3 separate regions of the Gossypium hirsutum genome follow, and regions 1 and 3 are each linked to region 2. The links are chromatin contacts, called in public Hi-C maps. All regions are on one chromosome and are shown on one strand. The core of a region is the stretch at or near the end of the contact, and the rest is flanking DNA. Distances in the headings are between cores, read along the strand shown. Region 1 has its middle 9.1 kb from the start of LOC107892791. Region 2 holds the start of LOC121203192 (probable prolyl 4-hydroxylase 6). Region 3 holds the start of LOC107892369 (putative pentatricopeptide repeat-containing protein At3g01580).

Region 1 (4,976 bases), core at 2,150-4,649, 350 kb after region 2:
TGTGTTTAGCTTATTTTTGTCTCACGTTACAGTATTTAATTTCATTGCTATCATTGGTTTTATACTAACTGCAGATAAACGCACCGCCCATCCAAACTCACCTAGATATATGTATATGTATTACTTTTTTTTTTTTGGCTGTTTGAGTTGGGACTTATTTTATATATCTTGATCACTGGTTAAATGGTATAACTTCAATTTTAGTGTCTCTCAAATGTTAATGATTTAATTTAATCCCTTTTAGCCTTTCGGTCAAATGCAGAATTTTCATGTTTTGTTCCTCTCGAAAGCTAAAATTTTAATACGAATTTTTTAGCTTTGGTCCCTCAAGTCTTTTTAGTTTTATCTCAAACCCCATCACAGTTGAAGGCTTCGCCCTTGATTTTAAGGAACCCTTTTGGTTGATATTTCAATTTCCCCCAAGTGTTAATAATTCAATTTAATCCCTTTTAGTTTGTTAAATGAAATTTTTCATTTTTGACTCCACAACAAAATTAATTTCAATTTAAGTACTTTAATACAAAATTTTTAGCTTCAGGTTCAATTTAAAAAAAAAATCTTATCCAATCACGCAATTTGTGACTTTGACCTGATTTTAAAGGCTCGTTTTGGTTGATATTTCAATTTCAATTCAATTCAATTTAATTCATTTCATTTTAATTCCAGTGGAAGTTCATATTTGATTAGATTTTGATTGCATTTATTATTTTAGATGAGAGATGTTTTTCACTATCATTGCGGCAGTGACCTACATAGAGACTCGCTGCATCAATGTCTTATTTCCTTCTCTGCTGTGAGTGTCACATGGAAAAGAGGGTACATGTAAAGGTCTCTCCTTGCTCCCACATGTAAATATATCAATAGGGAGGCCTGATTCAAGTAATGGAAATTTGTTTTCTCCTTCTAGGAGGCTTAGGTTATACTTTTCTTTCAAGGTTTTATCTTGTACGAGACTACGATCCTCGACTACTTTCTTTATTTTTGTAGCTGAGTTTGTGGCCTTGTTAAGCCTTTGTGCGAAACGTTCGTCGATAATTCCTTTTTCTCTTTAAAAAATGAAAGAAATATTTGATTAAAAAAACAATCCCCTTTACCTTTTTGTTAAATGATTTTTTTTTATCTTAAAAGTTAAAAATTCAATATAAAGCACTTTAATACAAAATTTCTAACTTCGCCCTGTCACAAAATTCGTAGTTTGAATCTTAATTCTAAGGGCTACTTTTGATATTTCAATCTCTCCCGATTGTTAATAATTCAATTCAATCCCCTTCAACATCTTTGTCAAAGAGAAAATTTTACTTTTAATCCCTCTTAAAAATCAAAAATTCAATTAAAACCATTTTAATTCAATTTTTTTAACTTTAATCTCTCAATTTTAAAAAATTTATTTCAATCCCATCCCTGATTTTAAAAGCTCTTTTTAGTTGTGATTTCAATATTTCTACAGTAATATTCTCCAAGTGCGTTTTTTTTTAAAGAATATAATTTACTTTTTGCATAGACCAATTTTTTTTCTCATTATATCAATTAATTAATTTTGTTGAGTAATTTTTCTCAGTGTTTTATTGAAGGAAACATTGAGGTATTTATACATATTATTATTGTTCATGATTTGACTCTACTCTTCATGACTTGACCCCACTATTCATAAGACTGACATTCTGAGCATATCTTAGGCATTCTGAGCAAATGTATCATTCCAACTCACGTGATATTTTTCTCATAGTCCTTTGCATGCGAACTCCTTGAGTATATGCGAGCTGGTACTGTAAACTCCCCTAGCTGTTCTCTCACTGTATGTCTCGTGCACGTCCATCTAGTGGGGCATAATCAAATCACAGATAAACGACTCAGATCTTATCTGAATTTCGAGTTGATAACTATTGGTGTATAACAATTTTTTATCTTCTGTAATTCTCCATAAGAAGTTGACGTCGTTCAAAATGAGAATCCAAATTCAGTGTTACGAAACTATTTTGTTTCCCATAATTATCAAAGTTAAATTGATCACTTCATGTAATTGCATTAATTATTTATTAAGATGTGAAGCATATTGGGTTGGTTAAAGAAGTGTATGTATATATTCTGTCTATTGGCCAAACATCCAAATAATTTTAGGCCCACATGGCTCCCCATTATAAAGTAAACGAAAATGATTTATTATCTCTTTACAACGAATACAGAATATTTATTTTCAGCCACAAACTACATTAAAAACAAAATTATTGTTAACCCAAATCTTACTACCAACTAAAAAATGTTAAAACACAATTATCGAAAAATTAAGTATTGAATTTACCTTATAAATTTTGTTTAGTGTATTACTTCAAATTAAATACGGATTATAATTAGATTGTTTGATGAATGATGATACAATATTAAATAAAATAAAATAGAAAAAAATTGAATTTATTCTCTATTAAGTGATAAGTAAGTCCTTATTTACTTATCATTTTCCACAGATTTTTTGTGAAAAAATGTTATCTAATAGTTTTCACCGAGGATTACTAAACATGTTTAAAAAATTAAATTTTTGAAAATATTAATTTTCAGTTGATTGAATTTTTCATCACTTTATCAAACAAGGTCTTAGTTCATGAAAAATAAGTCTTCTTTATTCTCTCTAGAAATTTAAAAATATATCACATGTGTATGTATTAAAATCATATATTTAGAATATAGATTGTGTTTAAAGATAACATACAATAAATAATAAAATTATAGTTTGAAAATTATTAATAATAAATACATGAAATATGTACAATATTAAAATAATAAATAGATTATATTATAAAATGAAATTTATACACATGAATATATCAAATTAAGAATACTAAAATAATACAATTATTTATTACGGTGTTGTCATCAATCTTAAGTTGGTGTCGAGTTAAATGAATACAAAATTATTAATAGATACAATTAATGGAAGTAATAAAGTGTACATAGTAAAATTAAAATAAAATTTTAACTGAGTGATAAATTTAAGGTTTTACCAATGCAATTACCATGGGTTCAAATCCTTCCATATATTTTTATTGTTTTCTTAAATAAAAAATTAAAATGACCTCGAATAATATAACTTATTTTAAATATAAAAAAATATTTTTATAACATTTTTAATCGAGTTTATATCCGATTAACTTGATAATAGTTTAATTCTATTTTTATGGGGAGTTTAAAAGTTTTATACTAAAAGAATAAAGAAAAAAAATTCCAATTGCAAAGAGAAATGTGTTCATTGTATAGCAAAAAGATATTTTAAAAAAAAATTAAAAGATTGAAATAGTGAAAAGTGATGTGCCTATAAATACGCAACTGAGCTTAGACAATGTTGAGGAGTAAAAAGAAATCAAGGGTTCATGTGGGGTTCTGTCGCAGGGGAGATGGCTGGTCCATTCATGCCTATGCTATGCCATGCATGTATGCATCAACCATCTCACTGTGACAGAACTCCATCCAATCCTTACATTTGAGTAATGATAAAAATAGGAGATGTCGATAGTACGGTTGGTAATTATAATGTTAATTGTTGTCTGATTTCATCTATGATTAAGGTAGGTAATGTTAAGCGAAAATTCTACATTTTTATAATTAAGAAGAATTGAATTATAATTTTTTAAGAAGTTAAAATATAATTTTATTATGTATTAATTTATGATTTTATTATTTTCAAAGAAATTTAATATATATTTTTATTTTTAGGGTGAGTATAAATTAAGGGATTGAACAAATTTTCCCTTTTTGGTGTTCTTGATAAACGGATAAATTCATTTTTATTACTTTCTAAAATTAAAATTTTAATTCAAGTCTTTTAGCCTTTGGTTAAACTATGTTACATGTATTTTCACTTTTTTTTGCTACTAACCCCGCATGGGTCCTTGTAATCATTTCACTTTTGTGATTCCTCTGCTTTTGATTTTCATTTCTTTCATTATTTTTTTTATTTATTTTGCTCTTTTTTGGGCCAATGACTTGAGTAAATGAAACATCATACGCAAGACGTGGGAGACTCGTTTAGGGTATGGGAATTATTCTTTACAAACAAGGTGTTGTCAAAGCTAATTTCACTTAAATATACAATTTCTGGGGAAATATGCACATCTCTCTTCTAGGCAAATAGAACTTTGAAGTTCTTCTTAAATAAAATAAACTTATGTTCAACTCATAAATCCATGTCTTATGAGTCAGGTTGGGTTCGATCTGAGCCCAACAAAATTTTAGTCTTGTTTAAAAAGTTTGGACTTAATCCAAAAAATAGGCTTATCTCAAATTTGGTCAGGATAAAAATGCTAAATCTGAGCTCAGCCTAGTCCGCATTAATTTGTTTAATTATTGTTTATATAAAAATAAATTTAAAAAACATAATACATCAAATAAACTAAAAACATTATAATAAATGTTTCCCAACAAATTAAAAATACATATAAAAAAATTCTTTATACTTAAATAATACTAACATAGTTGCAACTTAACAAGCAAATGCCTTTAAATGGTAGCAAAATTAACAATAAAAAAAGAGTTATACAATATCCAAACAATAACAACAAAATAATAGCAACATAATAGTGAAATAGTAACAAAACAGTGAGAAAACTGTAGCAAAACAATAGTTTTTTTTTTGTCAAATTCGGGCCTAGCCTAGACCAAAAAACCTTACCTGAGGCCCAACCCAACCCTTTTTTTTTCACAAGCACATTTCTTGGATCTATATTTTTTTCAAACCCTCCCACTTTTCGAACGAACACTCAACCCAACCCATAAATAGGCCTAAGTAGAAAATATATCATTTTGTAGTAAATAATAATAATAATATATTCTTTTATAAAAATAAATTAATAAAATGTAGTTTTATATAATCTTATATTATATCCATCAAAAAATAAACTCTTCAAACAAATCAAATAAGATAATATAACATATTAATAATAATCAAAATAAACAATAATTTTATTACTAGAGGCTATCAAAACATT
Region 2 (4,709 bases), core at 669-3,168:
TCTCGAGGTTAACCTTGTCATAAAAATAATCAAAATGTGGTTCATATTTCTGACCATGCTGATAGTGCAGTATTTGTAGTGCCTCCCCATTCTCTGTTTGCAACGCCGTGTCCAAGTCAAATGCGAAAAGTCCTTACAATTGGATGAAGAAATTGTAGAGTATGACTAGCATGTAAAAGAAAAAACAAAAGTACCTACTGGAAGGAAGGTCCATGCTGCAATCCTGGCTTCAATATCAGCAACTACTTCATCCTTCATGCGAGATACCGCAGAAACATTTGAAGTTCAAGAATCAGCACATGCAATGATGATATGCTTTCCAAACATGATCCATACCATAAATATAAACAATCCGAATGATAACAATAAGCATAGAGTAAACGATCTCTAAACATAAAGAAATGCATAACTAAACCTAAGCATGATTTCATCAGCGACAGTAATCATACGGCACAGGTTTGAAAAGGCTTTGAATAAACAAAACCAATGTGACTAACTCGCAAGTTATATTCTTTTAGAACCATTCGTTCAATGAGGAAACAGATTCTTTCGGCAAAGACCTGGCTTTCGGATTAAGTTTGAATGAATCATGAGGGGAAAAATACACAATGCATCACCCATGACATTTCAGAATACAACTGCTTTCAGTACAAACACTTCGGAATACAATGCGTAACATTCTTCTAGACTGTTGGTTCAATGGGGAGACAGATTCTTTCAGCAAAGACTCGGCTCTCGGATTAAGTTTGAATGAATAATGAGTAGAAAAGCCACACAATGCATCAACCATCACATTTCGGAATACAAGTTCTAACATCAAACACCTAGCATTCTGCCATTCAAGTGATTAAAATCTCACAAGCACCACGCAAATTTCAGTTCATATAGTCAGTCTATATCAAATACATGTTCTCAAAAACAGAACAATCTCAAACAGCTATGACCAGTATCCCACGGAAGGGAAAAAAAAGCATGAAAGTACTAATACAATGACATAATAATAAGCAGCCAGATGCTTCATCCTTTCTTAAACAAAGCAAGAATAAGATTGCATAAAATTACACAAAAACAAGATCATATGGATAATAAATCAATTCCTTTTACTTCTAAATTCAACAATTCGACTCATAAATTCAGCATTCCTCTCTTAAATTAACATAAATTCCAGTAATTTCACAGTTTTAAGCTAAAAAAAGGAATGAAAGACAATTCATTTATATACCAGAGCTTTCTCAAGAAACATGCCGGAGCTGGTTCGAACTTCACTTTCAATACTCTGGCCTGATACATCATCTGCCACCATTGACTTCTCTAACTTATCCTTAGCCTGAAATTAATACAATTTTTTTTTATATGTTGAAATTCTTCAACAACAAAAGAGAAAAATGGTTGCTTACCCGAAAAATAAGGTGATCACTTTCCTCACTTGATAAAAATCCTTTGTAAATAAAAGCCCTTCAAGAAAAAAAAATCGTAAATTTTAAAGTTTTGAATTACCTGAACTGCAAAAAGGATTAGAATTTGAAGTTACCTAGGGCGCCATGAGAGTTGAGTAACAGAAGTGGGATCAAATTGAACAGAAGAAGTTCCTCCTCTCATTTTAAGCACCGATCCATTAATCTCAGCCGAAACCAAAGTAAAATTGATCAAAAGAAGAAGAAAGAATCCGAGAAAATACTGGTACTCCATGAGAAAAGAAATTCTATTTGTTTGGATCCAATATTCGCAAAAGAATTAATCTGTTTGTTTGCTTGCTTGTTTTCTTTTTTTCAAATCATCTTCCATTTAAGAGTGAATTTAATTGGCGGCCATGGATTTGGCCAAAATATTTAATGTTTCCGTAAGAAAGCTTCATAAAATTTCTGGCAGATGTCAGAAAATCTTAATTGGAAACAATGAGTTCTTCACTTTATTTTGGCTTATCCTAGAAATCCGTCTTTAAACTTTGTTTTTTTTCACTGATACTTAAAATTCTTTTCGTTAGTTAATCGGTTAATTCTATTTAGAGAAAGATAACTAATTAGTAATTCACACAAAATATATTATTTTCTCTTTATATATATTTTGGGTAAATTATACTATTAATCATCTAATTATCAATGTATAATTTTTTTAATTTGGTCACTAACGCTTTAGATCGTTTCCGTTTTACTCACTTTCCATCAAATGGCTAACGAGATTAATGTCATGGTCTTTTTTAACTAGTATAATAATATATTTAGTTATCGATATTTACACATTCTATCAATTTGATTCTAACTTTATATAATTCAATAAATTTAACACTTTGTATTTACAAATTATATCAATTTCATCCTCAAACACATATAATTAAATATAAATAAAATTAAATGATTATTTTATATTATAAAAAAATAAAAATATATATAAGAGATGAAGACTTTACCAAAATGTTGAAATCGATTGGGGTTTTAGTTAAGAATCTACTTGTAAAATTTCACCCAATATCTACTGATGACTGTTAGCTTCATCATCTCCACATAGCCATTGGAGAGATTCAATATATAGGATGAAATTGGTTTGAAATTTTTGTTTTTATAATTATCTCTAATCAGTTTTTTGAAAAACAATTTCTTCTTTTTATCTCTGGATGAATTCCCTTACTTGCATTCCTTTTATCTATTTGTTTAATGAAAAAAATTAATTTTTTTTAATAATCTCATTACAGTTTCTGATCATATTTATTTTTTTACACAATATTTAAAATTAGCTATAGTCTTTTCTTAACGCATAAATAAAAAAATAATACGCTTCAATATAATTGAACTTACATTATCCTACATTGACAATAATACCCCCTACACCTCACATGTTGAAAAACAAAAAAAAAGAAAGAAAGAAAAAGCCCAAAATCTAAACTCAGCCCATAGAGGAAGAGCTGGAATTTTAAAGGCCAAGAAAACTGTTCGATCCGTTTTCAATTATTAAGCAATTCAGCCAGTTTCAATTCTCTAGTTGCAATCTAGGGTTTATAGCAACCTCTCCAATTAGATCTATAAATACCCTGAAAACCCTCACTTTCGCCACCTTCCCTCTTCTTCACAACTAGGTTTCATTTCGTTTCCTTTCAGCTCTCAGATCTATGGTTTATGGTTTTCATTTCACCGAAAATTTCTTTCCTTCGTTTTGTATTTGTCATCGATCAATTGATGAGAAAAAAAAACTGCAACAATATGAATGGATTTATTCCATGATTACTTGTATTTAAGTCTCTGATGATCGTTCCTTTGTTTCATTTATTTATTGAAATTTATTAAAAAATTCTCGATTTTTTTCGTTGTAAATTTCTTTAAAATTTTGAGATATGATGAGGTTTAATTGGTCCGTGTTTCTGATTCAACAGTGACAGACAATTTTTTTTTACCAAACTCTGATCTCAAAATTCAACTTGCGATATTTTTTCTATTTTTGGATTAAAAGTTTCAATTTGTGTTTCCAAGTTGAGAAATTAATTTGATTAGCTCTATGATTATTCAGCCTAATATGGGCAATATACGCTATTCCGATTTGCAGAAATGAGCAGAAATTTTGAGAGAAAGAATGAGAGCTAATTTTGAACATTGTTTTGATTTTATCTTTTGTTAAACTGCTTTATTCCATAACTTCTGCTGTGATGAATTATGAAATAAATTCACATGTCAGACTTCAGAGATTTTTTTTAAAAAATCTATGAGAAGAAAATTCATGATTTCTGAGCAGATAATGTATATTTTTTATAGTCCTCTATTTTATAAAACGGATTTTATGAAGAGAATAATTATATTTGTGCTTTATATTATACAAATTAGTGATTGAGAATTTAATCGTATTTACCTATTAAATAGAATGTAGAAAATTAATTATTTAAAATTATTAAATTATTTAAAGTTAGGATTAAATTGATAAAATTTGTAAGTATTTGAGGATTAAATGTGTTATTATAGTAATTAGAAAAGGACTTTCTTTTATCAATTTAATAGTGGGCAACTAAAATATAAATTAATTCTAACATTAGTGTCTAAAATAAAAATTTTTAAAATTGAATGATCAAAATAAAAATTTAAACATAATTAGGGGATTATTTGTATAATTTACTCTTAATAATTATATATAAATATTTGAAAGATGAGTCATTTAAAAGGTTTTGTAATGAAAGTAAATATTAATTATGAAAATAAATTATAGATTAAAACTAAAAATAACAATAAAATTATTCAACTTAAAAACATGTACATAAAAATATATATCTTACTACTTATATAATATTATAATAAAAAAATCACAATAAAAACAAATTGTTAAAAAAATTATATATCCTAAACCTTAATTAATATATATAGCTTAGGAAAATTATTTGATGCATTCGAACAAAGGTAAAATGCTGCCATGTGATTTTAGGAGAATATTAGAAAAAAATAAAAGGGTGAGTACTCGATACATTGACACTATACTTTTTTTTAATATTTTTTTAATATTTTACTATTTTTCTTTTGGACATTTATTGTAAGTGTAATAATTTTTCTAAAAATAAATTAAAACAGACATGTATCATGTATTTAAGGGTGTGTAAATTTTGGGTAAAATCGAATTAATTTAGTTAGCCGATTGAATTTGGTTAATCGGTCAGTTAATCGAATTAATTCGGCCGGGAGTCTGTTAATAATTTTTTAAAAATTCAGTTAACGGTTAATTCGGTTTGAAATTGGTTG
Region 3 (4,490 bases), core at 401-2,900, 460 kb after region 2:
ATAGAGACGAACATTACATCGTTTGGCCTCGCTGCTGAACTCTTGACCATCCTGTGAAATAACTTTAATGCTTCTTCGCCTCTTCCGTGGATTCCGAAGCCAGCAATCATTGCACTCCACAGAACAACATCCTTGTCTATGATTCCTTCAAACACTTTTATTGCATAATCCAAGCTACCACATTTCGAGTACAACTCTATGAGAGAAGCCCCAATAAAAGCATTATTATCGAAGCCGCTTCTAGTGACATAACCGTGGAGGCATTCTGCTTGGTGAAGAATACCTAACTCTGAAGAAGAAGCAAGAATCTTTACCATAGAAACAGCATCAGGTTGGATTCCACTACACAGCATATCTTTGAAGATTCCGATAGATTTATTAGCCATCCCGTTTAGAGCATACCCGCTTAACAAAGCAACCCAAGCAACTACGTCTTTCCCAGGCATTTTCCTAAAGACATTAACTGCTTCATCAGGTGACAAACATTTCATGTACATATCGATCAGAGCAGTTGAAACCGAGACTTCTAGCTCAAAACCTGTCTTAGTTGCAAGTTCATGGATCCTCCGACCCTCATCTAAATCGCAAGCAACCGCACAGGCTTGTAGTGCACTAACAACAGTAACTGCATTAGGTCGACATCCCTTGTTGATCATTTCATTGAAAAGATTCAATGATTCAACTGCGGCCCCATTACGAGAATAGCAACCAATCATTGAGCTCCATGTTACAACATCTTTCACTTCTATCATCCTAAACAAATTTTCTGCTACTTTTACAATACCTGTCTTTGCATACATATTCAACAATGCGTTAACCAAAGATAATTCACTTTCAAACCCTCTCCTAACAACAAAACCATGTACACTCCTGCCAAGCTTGAGATTCATCAACTTTGCGCAGGCAGAAACTAAACTAACAAGTGTTACGCGATCTGGATGAACACCCTCCTCCACTACCATTCTTGAGAAAAAAGCTATAGCCTTCTCAAAATATCCATTCTGCTCATATCCACTCACCATTGAAGTCCACAAAACAACATCAGGTTTCTCAAACTCATTAAAAACTTTGGAAGCATCACCCATTTCACCACATTTCGAGTAAAACTCAATTAACGCAGATCCCACGAACAAATCCAATCTTATCTTTTCATGTTTCCACAAAAAACCATGCAAAATTTCACCATGTTTATGCAACTGCAGCTCTGCACAAGCCTTTAAAACTGTAGAGAGAGTATAATTATCAGGCACATTTTCCTCCCCCTTATCATCGGATATCATGTTTTTGAATAAAACCCAAGTCTTTTTCCATTTTTTATGTTTAGAATAAGCTCTAAGAATTGAATTCCACAGATAGACAGTTCTTTGAGGCATTTCATCGAACAGTTTTTGAACTTGCTCAATGGAACTGAAGTTTGAATACAAAGAGGTGAGCTTTGTGGCGAGGAAACTGTCGTGGGAAAACCCAGTTTTGAGAATTTGTGAATGTAATTTTGCTGTTGATTTTCCATCGTTACATGCTTTGCATAAATTGATAAAAAATTCCCTCCCTTTCATATACAAAACGACGGAATCCCAATTTACTAGAAAAATAAAATAAAATTCACAAGCTTTTTCACCAAATGAAACAGATCCAGGTTCAGAGTCTTAGGTTTTCATTAACTGCAAAACAATGGCTTGCCTTTTATGCTGCTCTATTATCTGGGCTCGGGATCCTCATCATTTTGGTCATGGGCTTTTATTTTTTTTAAGTTATAGCAAGCCCTGCCATTTCTTTTTAAGTTCAAATATAATGTTGTACATATTTTGCACCATCTGTTTGCAATAATTTGGTATTGCTAATTGAGTACTAACTCGGTTGATATTAGCATTATTGTCCATGTAAGAGGATATAAGTTTAAGTGTGCTGAAACGCAATTATCTTTTTGTTAAAGGGTTAGAAAGGACTATGGCTAGTTCTAAATTTTTTTTGTATCAAAACAAAGAAACTTTAAGATATTTTCACAGTTAAATTAGATAATGATGAGACTTTTATTTCCTTATTTATATTGATTTAAGTTTTGAAGTGAATAAAAATAGATTAGGTAATAAAAAATAAAATTAATCTAATCTTTAATAGAAAACCTACATAAATATATTAAGAAATAAATTCTACTTTTTTGTGTGATAAAAATTAAAAAAAAATTAAAGTTACATCTATTAAATTGAGCAAAAGCACCATTCTCTTTGTCTTGTTGTAGTACCCCAAAATTTTATTGGGTGCATCTTAAAAAACATGTAGACTTGTCCTCCACACTAAACTTAGTTTAGCTAGGCAATCAGCAAGAAGATTAAACTCTAAGATCCAATTCCCTTGCTGATCTCACAACACACCACTACACTCTCATTCTCCCTTGCCACTGCATCATCAATGAATAAAATATTTTGTAAATGCCCCTCAAGGACCATAAGGTAAACCAGTATGCTAAAACATCTTATAACTTGACTCATATTGCCTCGTCCAATTAAAAGAGACATTTACAACCTCAAGAATCATCCAAAAAACCTCTTGGAAAATAAACATATTCTTATTTTTCCAGAGTCGCCAAGCAATGATTCTAAAGAGATAAGACCAAATTACTCTCCTACCAGTCAACCTCTCATGGCAAGAAAGATTATACACGAACCAATCATAGAGATTTCCAGAGAAGAACCTACACTGTTGATCACTTAAGACAACCTGCATCCAAACTTCCTTAGCTACGAAACAATCCTGAAGTACATGAATAATATCCTCAACTTCATGACCACAGGCCGAACAAGAGCTATTATAACCAATTTCTTATCTAATTCGCTCTGCGTTAGTAAGAAGCCTTTGCTTAAATGCTAGCCAAAGAAAAAGTCTAACTCTTTGCAGTCCCTATCCACTATCATATTTATATATCAGTGAATGACCTTTTATTACGATGGTGAATCAATTAACATAAATTTAAAAAAGGCATAAAATAAAATAACTAGGATAAAAATATAATAAATAGGTAATAAGTTAAAAATTACATTTATAATTTTTTGGTAAGTATTTAAATAAGAAAAAGAGACATGTTGCTATATTTCACTAAGTAATTATATTTTAGTCCAAACATAATTATTATCAAATTACTAAATAATAATGATTAAGGAAATTACATTATCTTTTATAATAACCGTAATCTAAAAGATTGCGTTTTTACTAAAAATTAATATATAAATGATTTATTTAAAAATAAATCATAATTTAAAAGGGATTAATAATGCTATTAATAAAAATTCAATACAGGACTTATTTAAAATGATAAATAAATTAATAGTTTTAATTAAAAATATTACACAAACATTATATGTGTGAATTAATAAAAATTAAATCATCAAATTAAAAAAACGGACCCACATTACTTTAATAATGCAAATTGCTTATGTGTGACTTAGCTAACACTGCCACTTTTCTCACTCCAAACTCATTACCAATTATATGTTTCCTAATTTGCCTAAATACTTTAATATATATATATACATTCGGATATTTTTATTTCATCGAATTTAATTTTTATACTTTTCAATTCATTAATTTTAATTATTATATTTTTTTAAAATTTTAAATTTCAGTCTTAATTCGAATAGCAATAATTAAATACGATTGATTAAATTTTGCTATTAATTTTGTACTATGCGTAAAATTATAGATTTAGTATATGTTTTTTAATAAAATCATTTTTAATCTCTATATTTTTCGGATCTCAAAATTTCAATATTGATGTAAACGACAACAGTTAAGTGCATTAATTGACTTTTTTATGAGTACTATGTCAAAATAACAAACTGACATGACATTTTATTTAGTAATATGTTTGCTGCATCAAATTTTGAAAGTAGAAAAATTTAATGAATTTTAACAACTACCATTTAATTAGGCCTACAATTTTAAAATTCAAAAGATATGAGGACTAAAAATGACCAAAATAAAATATAAGAACTAAATCCGTAAGTTACCCATAATATAAAATTAATAACTAAATTTAACCAATTTTTTGAAGTGAATGTGTGGCGAAATAAGGCAATTGCATTAAAAGCCTCTTCCTTCGCTCCTTCGCTCAACTTTTAACATTATTATTAGTATAGTTTGTAACACCCTATTGCTGACCCAATTACCGGGTTAGTACAACAAAGTGTCACATTTGTTGTTGGAGCAACGACTGACAATTACATCGTAAATAAATCATTCAAACATTCAAATGGGTCATAAACACATTCACAATATGTCATACAATTAAATTCTATCTTTAATCAAGCTTACGAAAGCTCTTTTGTTGGCCTAAGTGTGAAAAAGGACCAAATTATAAAGTCTTCAAAAATTTTAATCAAGTATCGATACCCTAGACAAGTACTGATACTAATTTGAGCTTCGATGTTGGAAAATTGAGTAAAAATCAATAGAATCGATACATCCCATAAAGCTTCAATACCTCTTTCAAAGTA

Evidence for each region. A called contact is a pair of places that touch in the nucleus more often than the background predicts.
Region 1: a contact with region 2 is called in a Hi-C map of leaf, with 1.7 times the contacts expected there. The contact joins the enhancer-like site here to the promoter of LOC121203192 in region 2. A contact is called at or near these places in 10 of 34 Hi-C or Micro-C datasets (anther, callus, hypocotyl and 2 more).
Region 3: a Hi-C map of leaf shows a contact between it and region 2, with 2.7 times the contacts expected there. The contact joins the promoter of LOC107892369 here to the promoter of LOC121203192 in region 2. A contact is called at or near these places in 3 of 34 Hi-C or Micro-C datasets (all in leaf).

Annotation. Positions count from the first base shown.
Region 1 is chrA09:7,098,769-7,103,744 of Gossypium_hirsutum_v2.1, reverse strand. No RefSeq gene overlaps it. Among protein-coding and RNA genes, the nearest start is that of LOC107892791, 9.1 kb to the right of the region's middle. Within about 2 kb of position 3,399, at least 1 of the 9 cell types and tissues checked has an H3K27ac peak or open chromatin away from gene starts, as enhancers often do. A contact at or near this core is called in leaf, where this site is marked.
Region 2 is chrA09:7,444,188-7,448,896 of Gossypium_hirsutum_v2.1, reverse strand. It overlaps LOC121203192 (probable prolyl 4-hydroxylase 6), which reads right to left and starts at 1,918. Exons shown (of 8, transcript XM_041077480.1): 1 at 1,532-1,918; 2 at 1,398-1,455; 3 at 1,223-1,327; 4 at 195-252; 5 at 1-93. The coding sequence starts at 1,689. It overlaps LOC121206938 (small nucleolar RNA Z199), which reads left to right and starts at 3,162; the gene lies at 3,162-3,242. LOC121206940 (small nucleolar RNA R64/Z200 family) reads left to right here and starts at 3,624; the gene lies at 3,624-3,723. LOC121206939 (small nucleolar RNA U54) reads left to right here and starts at 3,481; the gene lies at 3,481-3,570. It also overlaps LOC121207242.
Region 3 is chrA09:6,986,273-6,990,762 of Gossypium_hirsutum_v2.1, reverse strand. LOC107892369 (putative pentatricopeptide repeat-containing protein At3g01580) reads right to left here and starts at 1,650. Exons shown (of 1, transcript XM_016817437.2): 1 at 1-1,650. The coding sequence starts at 1,556.